Linked DNA regions of Mus musculus: region 2 is linked to region 1. The links are chromatin contacts, called in public Hi-C maps. All regions are on one chromosome and are shown on one strand. Each heading gives the region's core, a stretch centred on a gene start, on an enhancer-like site or on the middle of the called end of the contact. The rest is flanking DNA. Distances are from core to core; before and after follow the strand shown. Region 1 has its middle 56 kb from the start of Stxbp5l. Region 2 overlaps Hgd (homogentisate 1, 2-dioxygenase).

Region 1 (2,887 bases), core at 366-2,865:
GTAATGCAGTGTGACACGAGCAGGAAATAGGAAGATGAATGCAGTACTCAAGGAACTCGAGATAGATTAATTTTATTCGGGGTGGTCAGCGAGAGCGTCGAGGAGGAGGAGGGCTGGTGTTGGAGCTTCAGTCACAGAGCTGCAGAAACAAAGGGAGCGCACAGGGAGACACCTGCCAGGGCTCCAGGGGACCCTGAGTCCCATGCTCTCTTCTCTCTGTTAGGATCTAAACCTTGAGTTGAGTGCCTTTTTCTTCTGACAGCATATAGCCTCTTCTCCAGACAGCAACTGGTGAAGTTCAGACTCCAGGGGGGGCTCCTATACCTGCTTGCCTATCTGAAAGAAAGCCCCTTCCAATTCTGAAGTAACTTCTATCTGAAGAAAAGCCCTAAAATGATCCCAAGGTACTTTTATGCCATCTCTCTTCAGAGAACTGGAAAATAAACTTGTGTGCTGGAAAGGTTCCCTGTTACATATTATCATTTCATTTCAAAGTAGCTCTCAGTCTTGACTATTAGATTAGATTTTCCCAGGCTGACTTCAATGAAACCAATATATCCCAGACCAATTAAACCAGAATTTCTAAGAATAGGGCCTAAGGAGATTTTCTTTTTCAAGCTCCCAGATGATTCCAGTGTGAAGGCTGTGTTGAAAACCACTGGCTCAGGGCTTGTTTCGTTTCTAGCCTCAATGCAGAATTTAACTATAACTCCCAGACTTCTCTAGATTAGACTCAGGACTACTTAACAGTTCTATTGACCTTCATTGAGAGATATATCTCTTCCTGTTCTGGCTTATCTCTGTTGTGGAGTGTCCCTGATTTCTCTCAATGTTCATCTCCCTGATGAACATTGAGAGGTGTTCCTTCCTCTCTGGCTCATGGCCTCAGGTTAAGAAACAAGTTTCAGTCAAGTGAGTCTAAGGGAAAGTTATGCATTCTGTCCCACTAGATCATCATTTCTACAACTAAGGGGTCATTGAATAGGAATGGTCCACATAGAGCCATGTGTTTTGAATGCATGGTCACAGAGAGTGGCACATTTAGGAGGTGTGGACTTATTGGAGAAGGTGTGGCCTTGTTGGAGGAAGTGTGTCACTGTGGGGGTGGGTTGTGAAGTCTCCTATGCTCAGGTTCCACCTAATGTGGAATGAGAGCCTCCTCCTGCTGCCTATGGATCAAGATGTAGAAGTCTCCTCCAGCACCAGGTCTGCCTGCACTCTGCTGTGCTTCCCACTATGATGATAATGGACTAAACCTCTGAAACTATAAATCAGCTCCAAACTAAAACTAAATTTTGCCTTTATAAGAGTTGCCTTGGTCATGGAGTCTCTTCACAGCCATGAAACCATAACAAAAGCAGGGTCCCTTTGGCTTTAAGATGTAGCCTTCACCAAATTTAAGCTTCTTCCTTAGAGCTGGGTCTTTGTAGTTCCTTCTTTATGTCTGGCCTGCTCTCCAGCCCCATCTCTCCGTGAGCTGTTTTGGGAGAGGAAGAAGGGAGCTGAGAACATGTGAGCACAGAGAGAGAAGGCTTTCAGGTTAAGAGGAGATAGACATACACCGCGCACCGCTGAAACACAAGACTTGGTTTCAGTTCTGCCTTTTCCCTGATTGGAGGAGACTGTGGGTATGGTGACTGGACAGGCTCGAAAAGACTGAGCTGATCGGCCTGCCCTCGGGTCAGCAGCAGAATGGAGAACGGAGGAATCTCGTGACTCAGAGGTCTTAGAGGCAGTGAAGGAGAGATGAGGCTCAGAGCAGGTAAGCGTGCCAGTGTCGCAGTCTACTGACTCAGGCAGAGCCGATTTCTCCTCAAATTAACCAGCTAACGCCTGTGGATGAAGCAGCCCACACAAGTGTTGGCTCTAGCCAAGCTGCTCATTTGTCAGCACTGAAGTGACATCATGTAAATTCCCAGGCAGATGCCAAACTTGAGGAAAATCATGAATCACTCCGTCTGTTGGCAGACACAGCTGCCGGATGACCTCTAAGGCCCTTTCTGGCTTTTTTTTTTTTTTCTTCTTCTTTTTTTAAGTAACTTTGAGAATTTGCACACTGTGTTTTGATCAGATTTATGTTCTCCCCAACTCCTCTTAGATCCATCCCTTCTTCCTTACCCACTCAACCGTATATTCTTTATTTTTTTTAACCCATCAACTACATTCGTTCTGTCTACATACTCTTGGTCGTATGGCTTTCTATTGGAGAGTATTGATCTACCAAGAGGCACATATGCAAAGAAAACGCTCCATTAGCCAGACACTTTCAGTTGTCAATAACACCTCCACTGGGGGCGAGACTTCCTGTCTACCTCACCCCTTCATGATGGGGTTCTTTTTGGCTTGAACTTGTGACAACCTTGCGTGTGCTGTCACAACTGCTGTGAGTTCATATGCACAACAGCCCTGCAATGTCCAGAAGAAACTGTTTCCTTAAAGTCATCCACAGCCTCTGGCTCTTATAATCTCTCTGCCTCTTCTTCTGCAATGATTCCTAAACCTTAGGAGGAAGAAGAACATAGATGTCCCATTTTGGACTTATAATTCTAATCTTCTATTCTCTGCACTTTAATTTCTTGGTCTCTGTGTGAGTCACTACCTACTCCAAAAGATTTTCTGACACAGACTGAAAGATGTGCTAATTATATTATATTATGGGTATGATGATAAGTCCCCAGAAGTCTGTTGAATACTGTGCCCATTTAGCAAAGTAATAGTAGCAGAATCTCCCCTAGGGCCTATGACCTTTCCAGGTACCCGTTCTTGACCCTGATAACAATGCCAGCTATGGAATTGTGGAACAGGCCTTAATTCAAGTCAGAAAGCAGTCGGCTATTCCTGTACCATTTATGCCACTCTTGCCCCAGTGGGCATGTCTTGCCAGGCT
Region 2 (2,700 bases), core at 87-2,586, 180 kb after region 1:
CAGCTTATCTCTAGGGGGACAAAACTACCTTTCTGAACAACCTCGAATCTTAATAAAACCAAAGGGGGGAAAAGAAAATCAAGATGCCAAGCCCAAAGCATCACGAAGAAGCACCCTGAGACCTTGGTAAAGCTCTATTTGAGCCTTCCTACCTTTTCTTTCTTTTAATAGTCTCAGACCATGTCCCATGACAGATGAAAAAAAAAAAATGGTAACTCTCCCAGCAAGAAAGGCTGGGTTGGTTTTTTGTTTTGTTTTGGGCTTTGTTTTTGTTTGTTTTTGTTTTGTTTTTTGATTTTTGATTTTTGTGTGTGTGTGTGCAGATGTTCAATCTTCTCCTTACTACTACTGTAGTTATCTGCCTCCAGATTCAGATCTGATCATCCCACCATTGCTTTGGAAACCCTTTGCAGGCTCCCCATGGTTTAGGATTAGGTCTGCGCTCTGAAGCGTGGCATTTGATACTCTTCTCCATCTGTCCCCGGGCTCCTTTCTCCAGGACCGCATCTTGCCTCTCCTTTGTCCTTCACTGCACTGCTGGCTGGCTGTGTGAAGCAACCACAGAGACTAACCTTATCCTGGCTTTACAAAGTCTCTACGTATCCCCATATCTTTTCTATTTTCTCTGATAAAATCCCTGGCCTGTCTTTCTCTTCTCTCTTCTACCCTCCCCCTCCTTTCTTTTGTTCACTTTTAAAGGTTTATCGCAATTCATAGTTCTTTGACGCTTTCCCTGGTCCTGTCAGAGAAGATGAGAACGGGTGATGGCAGGGAGAAGGGCTGCTGTAGGCCGAATGCACTATATAATGCACTATATAAAGTAGGGAACTGTCGAGAAACAAATTCAACAGAGAGTTATTTTGAAAAAGAAATAGCCATTCTCTCCTTTCCCCAAATAAAGTTAAAGGAGTGGAGAATAGATTCCCAGTCTTTGAATCTCCAGATGTCAGCACCACGTCTGAAAGTGAACACGGATATCAATTAAATTGAATCTTGGGTTTTCCGTCTCAGAATCTAAAGTTCTTGAAACCGCATAATCTCATCCCTCGGCATATCCCCCTCTGCACTACCATCATGTAAACGCAATACTCAGAATCTAGAAGTCAATCAAGGAGTCAATCAAGAGTCAGAATTAGCCAGCCAGCTCTCAGACTTTTGCTGCCTGTGGCCGTCACCTACAGCCTCTGATGTTCTGCCCCCTAAGAAGCACTGGCTTCCTCTACACCAGGCTGAGGATGCTGTTTTGTTTGTTCCCCAGCATTCTCTAAGCAGCACCAAGCTCCCTGCCACTCAGTCTGGGAATGTAAGTAGGACTCTGGCTCTCAGAGCCTTAGGGTAATAAAGCGCCACACCACGATGTAAACTCAGGTAAGCTAAAGATGCAGCCTCTTATCCATCCTCTTATCTGGTGTGAATGTGTTTTGCTTCAAGCACAGCAAGAGGACTGTCACAGGAGTGATTACTGCACCTCAACCAGAGCCCAAATATCTAAGCCGACCCGGGTCACTTAATCAGAAACTGTCACTTGAAAGCACCCTCCTGTGCAGGTGACACACTGTCACTCTTCAGTCACCTCCCATCCTGTCCTACATTCAGTCTCCCCTTGTGTATTCACAGGATCCTTCCATTTTCACCGTGCTGACTGCCAAATCCCTCCGACCTGGGGTGGCTATTGCTGACTTTGTCATCTTCCCACCTCGGTGGGGAGTTGCAGATAAAACCTTCAGACCTCCTTATTACCACAGTAAGTCTCTCTTTCATCAGAGCACACCTGGAAATGAGAAATAGCAAAGCAGCCAGGCTCTGAGGACAATGGCTGGGTTTTTCTTGGATCCCCTGCCTTGCCTTGAGTTTGAAGTCCTGCCTCTCAGTGCTCTTGGGCTTTAAGAGTCTGCAGGTGATGCAGCGACTAAACCTGCCTCCTTTTCCTCTGGGCCTAAAGAGAGGCAGACAGGCTGGGAGAGTGTGAAGGAAGAATGCATTTCAGATATTTTTTTAAAGGGTGAGGAGTAGTGAGAGTGGAGGTGTTTTTTGCTTTGTTTGGAGAAACAAAAATCTGTTTCAAGAACAAGTAAAATGTTCTTTCTTTGATTATTTTGGCAAAACAAAGCAGATTACAATCTAAACTAGGAGATAGACAATTCTGGAAGATGGAGGTGTTATTCATTAAATGTATTCTTTGACAATTATATATATATATACATGTAGATATATAGAATGCATGTAGATATATAATGCATTCTGGTTGCTCTCATCCCTACCCTTTCTCATTTTCACCCATACCCTGTACATTCCCCTTCATTTCTATGGAGCCCCTTCCCACATCCCTTTCCTTTTGTTTAGTTTGTATCCCTCTGAGTTTGACCAAGACCACCTTTATAGCCTTGTGATTAAAACTGGAGTCTGGCAGGTACACCAGTTGCTACACACCAAAGACAATGGCTGCCCATCATAGATGGTTCCCTTTACCTATACGTGGCCTATAGGTTCAATGGCAAGGGGAAAGTTCCCATTAGCCCCTCCCCCACCATCACTGGCCATGGGGAGGGTCTGTCATGTGCGGTCCCTGCACAAGTAATCAAAGCGTCTATGAGTTCATAACTACATTGGCTGTGGTATACCTAGAGGATGATGTTTGCTGCCTTTCTTCCTATGTGTGAGCTTCTATGTTATTTCATTCTGTCTTCCCACAACATCACC

What was found. Hi-C and Micro-C count contacts between places; a contact is called where the count stands out from the background.
Region 2: a contact with region 1 is called in a Hi-C map of cerebellum, with 2.3 times the contacts expected there. The contact joins two enhancer-like sites. A contact is called at or near these places in 1 of 15 datasets of contacts at CTCF or cohesin (stem cell-derived epiblast-like cells), 8 of 484 Hi-C or Micro-C datasets (the HL-1 cell line, cerebellum, cerebral cortex and 3 more) and 1 of 9 other capture datasets (embryonic stem cells).

The regions. Positions count from the first base shown.
Region 1 is chr16:37,439,111-37,441,997 of GRCm38.p6, forward strand. No RefSeq gene overlaps it. Among named protein-coding and RNA genes, the nearest start is that of Stxbp5l, 56 kb to the left of the region's middle. Within about 2 kb of position 1,616, at least 66 of the 459 cell types and tissues checked have an H3K27ac peak or open chromatin away from gene starts, as enhancers often do. A contact at or near this core is called in cerebellum, where this site is marked.
Region 2 is chr16:37,622,640-37,625,339 of GRCm38.p6, forward strand. It overlaps Hgd (homogentisate 1, 2-dioxygenase), which reads left to right. Exons shown (of 14, transcript NM_013547.3): 12 at 1,618-1,744. Among named protein-coding and RNA genes, the nearest start is that of Gm46559, 26 kb to the left of the region's middle. Within about 2 kb of position 1,337, at least 10 of the 459 cell types and tissues checked have an H3K27ac peak or open chromatin away from gene starts, as enhancers often do. A contact at or near this core is called in cerebellum, where this site is marked.